Linked DNA regions of Zea mays: region 1 is linked to region 2. Evidence: chromatin contacts called from public Hi-C data. All regions are on one chromosome and are shown on one strand. The core of a region is the stretch at or near the end of the contact, and the rest is flanking DNA. Distances in the headings are between cores, read along the strand shown. Region 1 has its middle 34 kb from the start of LOC542497. Region 2 has its middle 51 kb from the start of LOC118473265.

Evidence for each region. A called contact is a pair of places that touch in the nucleus more often than the background predicts.
Region 1: a contact with region 2 is called in a Hi-C map of bundle sheath, with 2.7 times the contacts expected there. The contact joins two enhancer-like sites. A contact is called at or near these places in 4 of 25 Hi-C or Micro-C datasets (bundle sheath, ear, leaf and 1 more).

The regions. Positions count from the first base shown.
Region 1 is chr9:5,824,335-5,829,617 of Zm-B73-REFERENCE-NAM-5.0, forward strand. No RefSeq gene overlaps it. Among protein-coding and RNA genes, the nearest start is that of LOC542497, 34 kb to the left of the region's middle. Within about 2 kb of position 1,342, at least 16 of the 20 cell types and tissues checked have an H3K27ac peak or open chromatin away from gene starts, as enhancers often do. A contact at or near this core is called in bundle sheath, ear, leaf and 1 more, where this site is marked.
Region 2 is chr9:5,727,288-5,732,200 of Zm-B73-REFERENCE-NAM-5.0, forward strand. No RefSeq gene overlaps it. Among protein-coding and RNA genes, the nearest start is that of LOC118473265, 51 kb to the right of the region's middle. Within about 2 kb of position 2,769, at least 20 of the 20 cell types and tissues checked have an H3K27ac peak or open chromatin away from gene starts, as enhancers often do. A contact at or near this core is called in bundle sheath, ear, leaf and 1 more, where this site is marked.

The DNA.
Region 1 (5,283 bases), core at 92-2,591, 96 kb after region 2:
AAAAAGCCAGCGAGAATATACAAATGAAAAAAAGGGAGAATCATTTTCAGAGTTCTGTTCTCAAGTTGACCAGCGCCGATGACAGCATGAGCCTGCTATGTTGTTGCTATGCCAACACAGGACAGGAGCACCTGAAGCTTAGCTAAGGCCATGGACGCGGGCTCGCGGCGCACACCTGCCTGCCCCATGCGTCACCCACTCGTGTCCCCGGCACCCAATGCGCAGCGACGTCACGCACGGCGCCGGGCGCGTGCATGCCAAGGTGCACTAGTACAGAGAAGTTCTATAGTGGCGGTTGTAAACCTATTTATAGTGGCGTTTTTCGTAACCGCCAGTGAAAATCAAACATATTTTAAAAATAGTTAAAAAATTTATTTTTATTAGGCCCACCCACCCGGTATTTTTCGCAAGTCGCGGCATTTTTCGAGCAAAATTCGCGCGCTACGCGGTTGTTAGTATTCGAACCGTCGACCTCACCCTCGCGCGTACCCTCCCCTACCACTCCGTCTATGACATGTCTTGTGTCTAGTTTGTAGTTGTTTTCTCCACATATTACAACCATTTGAGTGTAAATTGCTTATTTGAGACCCTAAACGAATTCAAATAAAAAAGTTGTCAACTACAAAGATAAATAACTTTTGAAGTTCTACAACTTTTATTTTGACACTTTTTTCATCCGAGGTACTTTGCAAAATTTGAATTTTAAATTTGACATACTTAGATTCAATTTTTGAGAACCGAAATGAGTTCAAACAAAAAAGTTGTCAACTACAAAGTTTCATAACTTTTAGAGATCTACAACTTTTATTTTGGTGGTTTTGTCATACGAGGCCGTTTGAAAAACTCGAAAAATTAAGGATAAAAATGATTTCTAGTGGCGGTTCCTTAAGAAAACCGCCACTAGAAATCGTATTTCTAGTGGCGGTTCCTTAAGAAAACCGCCACTACAAATCATGGATTTCTACTGGCGGTTTTCTTAAGGAACCGCCAGTAGAAATACGATTTCTAGTGGCGGTTTTCTTAAGGAACCGTCACTAGAAATAACACAGTCGGTGGATAACCGAAACCGCCTGTAAAAATATATCGTCTCCGCAGGCTTTGAGCCTTTTTGTACTAGTGGTGGTGACGCCTCGGGGTCCCTTGATCGCTCTGGCGGCGTCCCCACGCCGCCGCGCGCCGCCGCGCACGTACGCACGAGCGCGGGGTGCGCGCGCCGGTTGGCATGGCAGCGTCACAGGCGGGCCGTGAAGGACGACAAACGAGAATGTATAGATCCATCCATCCACGATCCTTCGGGTCCATGCAGATCACGCGCGCCACCGACGAGTCCCTTTCCCTTGCTTCTCCTTTCAGACCGTCGTCAAAAGCTCGGCCACCACTAAGCTAGCCACAGTGAAACACATGCGCCGTGCCCATATATTATAGATGTCCAAACGGGCCACCCGGCACGGGCCCGACCCGAACCCGATTCGGCCCGGTCCAAATAGTGCCGGGCCAGGCACGACCCGTTAATAGATCGGGTCGGGCCGTGCCGGCCCACGTGCTCAGCTGTGTGCCCAAACACGGCACGTCCATGTCTAGATCGTGCCGGACCGGCCCGAAAACCCACCGTGCCTAACGGGCCGTGTCCAACACTGGCCCGCACTGTTTCGAGACCGGCGGCGTCAGCAGCAGGCGCTACTCCCTGCAGGCGTTCTGCTCGCCCGTGGTCATCGCCCTCTCTCCGCCGTCGTCTGCGCGGCCGTTCCAGAGCATGGCGTGCGACGTCGCCATCTCGTGAGGCAGCACGACATGCATGCATGGGGCCCGCGTGCCACTCGGATCGAATCACTAGCTAGCTAGTGTCTGTCTTTCGTGGAGGTGTGCAGTGCAGCCAGCCATGGTGCCTCGCTCTTCAATTTGTAGGTCGCGGTGGTGGTGACGGCTGCTGCGTGCTCTCTGCTGCGCAGCCACCAAATCAAGTCAGGCTAGAGCACTCGATCGACTGGTCGTGTACGTCGACTTTGTTTAGACTTCAGACGTGGCGACAGCGAAGAAGGTGGCAGCCGTGTACGTACGTACTTCTTGCCGCCGACAGTAACAGCCGGCGGCGTCGTCAACCTCGAGTGCAACCGCAGGGCTAGGCTGTCTGTGGCTGGCTTACGGGCCGCCACCGTGCCGGCCTGCAGCTCGTGCCGGGCCGGGCCATAGCACGCGGGCCTTCGTAGCCGTCCAAACCCGGCCCGCTTAACGGGCCGTGCCGACCCGAACCCGTTATTAACCGTGCCGGACCGTGCTTGGACCGGGCCAAAATCGTGCCGGGTCACGGACCAAACGGACGGCCCGTACTGTTTGGACATCTATACCGTATATAGACGCAGACCAAGCCGATGGAGACGACTGCACAGTACACGAGACCCGCTCGACCACACACGCACGGCACGCATAGCCGCTGCACTGTCTGCACACATTTTACGAAAAGGAAAACAAAAGGACGGAGTGATGGACGCGCACACACAGCACAAACGGAGGTCGAAGAGGCCATGCCTGTAGTCCAGCAGAGCAAAGGCGTACGTATGGTCTCAGCTGGTTTCGTCGAGTCGCCCTCACGTTTTCAGGTCAGTGCTGCTGCAGCGAGCGGAAAGCGGCTGCTACGGCGGCGGCGCCACCACCACCACCATGCGGGTCCTCCCCGCCCTCGCTCGCATTATGCATGACACACACATTGACACGGATTAAACACGAACAGTTGCCGTGACAACGAGATCGTCGTGTATACCAATGCAGTGTCGACGTTGCTGTGGTTGTTGGGTTTCTTTTCCTTTCTTTCTTTCTTTGTTTCGGATGGCGTTGTCGTCCATGATGCATGCTAGTCGAGTATGCTTTGTGGGGAAAAAAACTAGCAGCAGTGCTTCCGATAGTGATCTCGATCTCCTCGTAGTGCTTTTACGTGTGGTTATACTTGTAGTCGTGTTTGTGACGATTGTTGTGTGTAAAGAATATATTCTCGATCGTCCACGTATGCGTTTACTTTACCATTTTCCTGGTGTTTGAGAGAACTAGAGCTGTAGATATGCCGCTAGCTTGTGCGGTCAAAACATACAGGTCGATCACGTTGCCATGCATATATACAGTTTCACTGAATCCACCATTAATTAATTAAACTCAATGTGTGTTTATTGTTGTTTGGAGCTGTGGATGTTAATATATTTTTATCATAGCAAACTTGATCAGAGTAAGAAAATTCACTTCGGATGAAAACTCATATATATTTTGAAAAAAAGAGGGAGCTAGTATGGCTTGCATTGGACTTTAAACAACGTGTTGCATGCTGTGCATGCATTCACACCTAAAATTTAACGGCTGAACGAACCAAAGATCCTTTTTTTTCCCTTGAGAAGTCGCCAAGAGTTTTTCCGAGCTAATTTATTAAAAAGAAATGTAAGGATATTACAAGACAAAACATAATAATAATAGCAGCAAAAGATTAGGAAAATGAGCAACTTAATTAGTGGATATGACCAGATAATCATCAGCCTACCCTCCACTCGACAGCTCAGCACGAAAACGACTATATATACATGACCAAATATTCTACGTGCACTACTAGAATCCGTCTTTTTGTCGAGTGATCGGTGCTTTGCCGAGTGCCACTCTCGATCTCGACGAAATAAGACTCGGCAACAACCTCGTTTACCGAGGGCGAAACTCTTGGCGTAGAAAGACACTCGGCAAAAAAAAGAGCTTTGCCGAGTATCAGACTCTCGGCAAAATACGACTCTCGTCAAAGGACCCTCAGCAGCCTACTCTCCACTCAACAGCTCATCTCTAAAACGACTATATATACATGACCAAATGTTCTACGCGGTGGACTACTATATGACGATGCTGGTCTCACGTTGCCCTGGGAATCTTTACATATATATGAGTTCTGTGATCTACGAAGAATGTCGTCCTGGACAGGGAGTAAATGGAGGCTGCAGTTTTTCTAGGTACGGTGGCAACTTGTTGCTTACAGGCAACGGCATTCAGATGGAGCAACTTGCGTGTTTTGGATCAAACGTACCGTTCCTCCGTGGGAGCTCGTACAAGATCTGATCGCATTTTAAACGGGCTTATATATGTGATCCAAGGAGCTTTCTCAAAGTCACAAGCTTCTGTTGGTCACTGATTTATCCCTACCTACAAACTGGTTTGAGAAGACCAAGCTTATGCGACCAACCCGCAAGTTCAATTCTGTTGGGGAGGAGAAGGCTTCTAGCCAAAGGTCCACGCTGCTATTTTAGGGTTTGTTTGGGAGCAATAATACTAGAGAGTATTGAAGGGGTTAAAATACTCTTGCTATTAAAAATTGAATATAGTAAAGAGATTTTAGTCCCTCCAATATTCTTGCTCCTAAATAAACCCCTAGGGCTAGTTTGGTAACTTTACTTTTCAAGGGGTTTCTATTTTCCTAAGGAAAAATGAACTAATTTCTCTTGTAAATAGAAATCTCTTGGAAAATTTGGGTTCCCAAACTAGCCCTTAGTGTGTTTTCACGGAAGCTACCTTCGGACCATCGATCTGAATCGGAGCTTTAGACTATTTTCATTTGGCAAATGGCAAACCAAAGAAGGGGAGATGAAGCACGACTATCACCTTCCTCCGTTGCAGGCGGAAGAGCCATAAAAGAGCAAAAAAGATGTACAAAGCACACCTCTCCTATGGAAAGACATAGTTATACATCTTCAGTTGTATATAACCTTTGTCTAAAGAATACTGCATTTTTCAAATTCTGAACATAGATCCCGACCCTATAAATGAGTGAACAGTATGACTACCAATGACGGGTTGCATTGGGCTTCTCTATTTTTTCTGCACAAACTAAAACCTACAATCAAGCACAACTTCAACCCTTGTGCTTAGAAGTGTGATCAAAAAGTTTTGCACCCTACTTCTAGTCCTATACTAGCATGGCAATTCTAGTAATGTAAATACTTGAAAGAAATTGCTTGCTTAATGTAAAGAAAGGATTATGGATGCTTCTATGTTTTACGGAGACATCGGATAGTCGCCACTTCCCACTAGTCCTGGTTGGAGCACCTAAGCAAGGGTGTCGTTTCTCCCTGGTCCATGTAAGAACCATGTTCTCTCTATGAGCTAGTTCTTCACCTCTCTAGCATAGCGAACACTACAAGAAATTTGTCCTTTTATGACAAAGTACCTAATGACAAGGTCAGTTATCGTCATATAATGTCACATAATATGATGGAATTTTTTGAATCGTCATAATTTCATGAGGCCATGAAGATTTTATGACGATAG
Region 2 (4,913 bases), core at 1,519-4,018:
ACTTGGATTTTATTCTAACGCTAACCCCGGCTTGTAGTGTGTTTAAAGTTGTAAATTTCAGTTTCCGCCTATCCACCCTCCCTCTAGGCGACTTTCACCCCCAACATTGACGTTGGCATAAATATGTATACAAAATAGCATAAAAACAGGGTCGTCAATCCGCCACCGCTCGCCTCCTAGGAGTCTGTCGTCGTCGCTCGCGTCTAGGGAAGGCAGACGTCGTTGCGGAAGGGGGACCCCAGCGGACGCCACTCCGCGGCGCGTGCCTCCGGGATTCACCGCCGCTCGCACACCCGAGGAAACCGCCACCGCTCGTCCGGTTCGGGAGCGTCGTTGGTGCTTACCTGTCCGCCATAGGATCGTCGCCGTCGGTCGCCCGCCTCAGCGCGCCACAGCCACTAGCCCCCGGGATCGCCGCCGCTCGCACGCCCGAGGAAACCGCTGCCGCTCGCTCGCTCGCCCGAGGGAACCGCCATCCCGCTAAAACCTAATCCCTGACGGCCTGGGTTTTTTTTATAGCCGTCTGCACCCGTTCGGCTGAACCAGATGACACTGTTGGGCCAGGACTTTCTCTAGTTATTGGAAGCCGAGAAAGGATCATTTTCGCTGTTCTACAGCCTACACCTCTATAGAGCAGCACAATTTTCTACTGCAAAGGAGCAGCACAATAGAACTTTGACAAAACCTTTAGCATCACTTGGGCCGCAGCCTTGGGCCGGACGGTCCGCGACCTGGGCGCAGGAGCTGTGTCTTCCCTGCGTCACACCGACGGTCTGGCGAGAGGGTCGTCTTCCTCCTCCTTGCTGGAATCTAGATCTCGTCCCCTGGGGGGAAAGATCTTAAGGTGCTTCGGGTCGACAGGTCACCCGGGGCGTCCCCAGACGACGTGGAGTCGCCTAGGAATTAAGAGATCAAATCGAGGAAGAAGCCTTGGATGGACAACTAGATCTTGCCCCCGGGAGGGGTGAGATCCTAGGGTCGTCTTGGGATCGGCAGGCCACCCAAGACGGATCTAGACGACGTAGAGTCGAATAGGGGTGGAGGTGGATATGTGGAAGACTACAACTAGAACTATGCTACATCTACTCCTAGGGCAGGAAAAGTAAATAAGGTAATTGGTTCGATTGGAATGTGTTCGGGGGTTCTCAATCGGCCGTACCCCTTTATATTTATAGGGGAGGAGGTCTGGACCTTTTCCTAAGAGATAGCCAACAAACTCTCACGTGATTAGATGGATAACCACGCACGAGATAAGGATAAACATCCGAGTTAATCTAATCTCGGGACACGCGGACCGTCCGGGCCCATGGGCCGGACCGTCCGCTCATTTTGGTGTCCAACACAAATACTAGCAAACCTCTCTCTATATATATTCAATGCTACCTAAAGTTTATTTTTACCTACTTTGTTTCATGAAGGATTGAAATCTAACGATGTTGTAAAGAAGGGATTTTCAATATCGGCTTAGTGGTGGTTATTAACCAAAATGTAATTTAGGACTATCGTGCAAACATACTAAAAAGTTTGCTCACGTTTTTTCAGAAGAAAGATTATATACAATATATACTTATTCCTTACAACTTTAAGTTAATGCCCATTATCTTTTCGTAGCCATATCTTTTCTGGCTAAATAAACGTGTATTCTAATTTACTCTCTATTTTTATAACCTTTCTACAACTTTCACAGGATGCTTCTGGTCATCCCAATGGAGAATAGCGCCGCACATATCCTTGAGTCGTTGATAAAGCCATTCCAAGGCTTACAAGAAATAGTGGACATTCTTAATGAGTAACTCTTACCGTTCGAACCACAACTCTCTAAATCTCTAAATAAGTAAATCATGCATGCATCAAGGACTTGACATTTCCATTATGCAAGGCATGGAGGCAGCTACGCGAAAACAGCCCGAACTAAAGGAAACTCTTAAGATTAGACCGAACTTTCCTATATATACATTTGAAGCTCGCACACCTAGCAAGTTATTTGCTAATAATAAGCCATAACGTTTGATTTCCGTGTTTGACACGGGTAAAGGAGAGCGATCTGTGTGGATACTATGTTTGTGAGATTATTCACACATTCATATGTAACAAGCTAGTGGCCAAGGTATATATCGAGGTACATCAACAGTTTCTACAGTATTAATGTTGATTATTTCATGATAACAAAGTGCCCTAGCTTTTAGTTTTAATATAATAACATTTTTTTGTATAAATGGTTTTGGCAAATCACAATTAGTAAGGACGAAGGAAGAAGTACTACTTTTGATACTATCCAAGCAATTTAAGAAAACAACTTAGGGCTAGTTTGGGAAGACCATTTTTCTATAAAATTTCTATTTTCTAAAAAAAATGAACTAATTTTCCTTAGGAATGTGAAAATCGCTTGGGAAAATGTGGTTCTAAACTAGCCCTTATAGGGGGTTATAAATAATGAGAACGTATCCAAGGTGGATTAAGGACATTTGATGATTATAGGGGGGTTATAAGAAAACAACGAGCGTAGCGGCGCCTCGACGGTTCCGCTCGTGTGATATCGTGTCTGATGATTGATTGTAGACATTTGATGGTGGACCACCTCGTATTGGCTGGATTAAAGACGAGTATCAGTGTATCAGGCGGCTCGCGGCTTGCCCACAGCGAAAAAGAGAATTGTGAGTGGAGACGCGAGCTCGTGAGGCCCGAAACAAGGACGCAGAGCTCTGATTCCAAGGTGGCCCGGAAGGCCTCTACGGCCCAAAAAAATTGTAGGTGTTTATCGGGGAGAGGTGTAGTTGTTGTTGGACCGGACTGTTATCGGGATATGCTCTAAACTGGATAGGCGTAGGAAGGAGTAGTTGGACTCGGCCCTTTTCGTTCTTCTGATACAAGGACGTGCCACGCGTATCGATGACTCGGTACTGTTCTCCACAAAAGTGTGTTTACTCGAAAGCATAAAGTCAGATCATATATATATCTCCACCGAGATGCAATGCAACCATAGTGCGCTGTGACAGCCGAACAGAGACCTGGTACATCCAGCCTTCCTGTTCCGTTCATCTCCGCTCTCATCTTCCAGGTCCAGGTCCAGCCCCTACGAGCCAGGCTAGCTACAGCGACGCAGCGATCGAAGGATTGAGTACATACATGGACGCAACGCAATAATAATCCTCGTGTCACTCGAGCGTGGAGACGAAAACAAGCGAGCGGGCGCTGCAAGCCTCCCACATCGTTGACCCACGCATCATCTCGCCGGCCGCGCCCACGGCCCACGGACGATCGGTACGTGTCGCGACAGGGACAGCGTATCGGTCCCTGCTCGCCGGTCGAGCACCGCGCGGGCGGGGCGGGGGGGTCAACGCCGCTCAGACAGCCGGCCACGCTCGCTCGCGACGGCACGTCCGTGCGCACGAGCGCAGCGCAGTGCTGGTGCGCGCGCCGATCGCGAGGTCTCGGGCTGGCCATTTCGCGGGCAGTGCGCGCATCTCGCGTCGCTCTCGCCGCCACTGCACGCGCTTCGTCGTCGTCGTCGCCTGCAGATATTCTCGGGGAGGGGAGAGGGCCGCGGACTCTCTCGCTCGCGACGCGCACTCGTCGCTGCGGCTGCTCTGCTCTCCTCCCAGTCCCCTTCAGGCTTCCGCCCCAGCTTAATTCCACTCGGCGCTCGCTCAATGCTTGCGGTACGTTCCCGAGCCCTCCAATGGGAGAAAAGATCAGATCGTTCTTTCGGAGAAGGAAGAGATCAGAAGAACAATAAACTAGTACGGATCTTTTCTCTGAATAATTTCATATATATATAACAAGACATGAGCTGCTACTGTCATGCTTCATCGTGTGTAGTGCTATCCTAGTCATGCTGCCGGGGTGCAGTGCAGGCTCATCTAGAAAAGTGTAAATAAAGAGCCCCATCCTCCTGGACATCAAGTTTTGAGCCAGCCAGCAAACGTTGCTAACGTATATGATCTTCCCGTACCTTAAAATCTAGAACCGAGTGAGCACAAAGAAAGTTACCATTAAAATATTTGGACAGGAGAAAGACGCTATTTACAGGAGAGGCTCTACCGGAGAAAGGCAAAGAATTCGCCGAGTGCCACACTCGGCAAAGAGCAGTGGCAGAGCTCCATAAAAATGACGTCCCGGACTACTCTACAAATATAATGATTTACTACTCGTATTTTAATTTTTCACATTTTAGGGGTACTAATATTTAAAACAATCCAGTGGAACTGTAGCAGATAGGAAAAGGGAATCAGACATTCGGGAATAATTACTCACAATAGAGGAGAATCACAGTCACATGGCAGCAAGAAGCCAGCACACACCTGTTGGGGGCCTTCGGCTTCCGAAGGTCCTCAAAAACATGATTTAACGATGTTTCTGAAGTATAATGTGTGAACAGGTATCTTCGGACTCGAATCAGTACCACAGTGGGAGAAGCCCAAAGAATACGAAGGTCGACACAGCGCCGAAGGTGTGAGCAGGAAAGCTTCGGCGTGATAGCAGAAAAGGAAACCGACTTAAAGATGAAAAGACTATTTAGACCTTGGTGGATTACTATAGAATTACTACCAAATGTAAAGGGCATGAGTGTAATTTTACATGAGTGTGTCCCGCGCCTATAAATAGGTGAACAGTGCCCCCGTACTGTTCACGAGGACTTGGCATTTGCTTTTGCGTCACGCTTGTACTTTTACCTTCTTTTAAGCCGAAGCATTTGAGAACAAGTCCCCAACATTGGCGCCCACCTCCAGTGAACTCACTTCCACTCTTTGAGTTTTGAACACCTTCGGCAATCATAAACCTTCGTTATGGCGCCGAAGAAAGCTTCAGCAACTGGGGCTGCAGCTCTGCAACCGCTGGACCCCAATCAGGAGACTCTCTCTCCCTTCGGGAGGCCCGAAGCCAGAAGAGGAAGGCTGTCAGCCCGACACCGC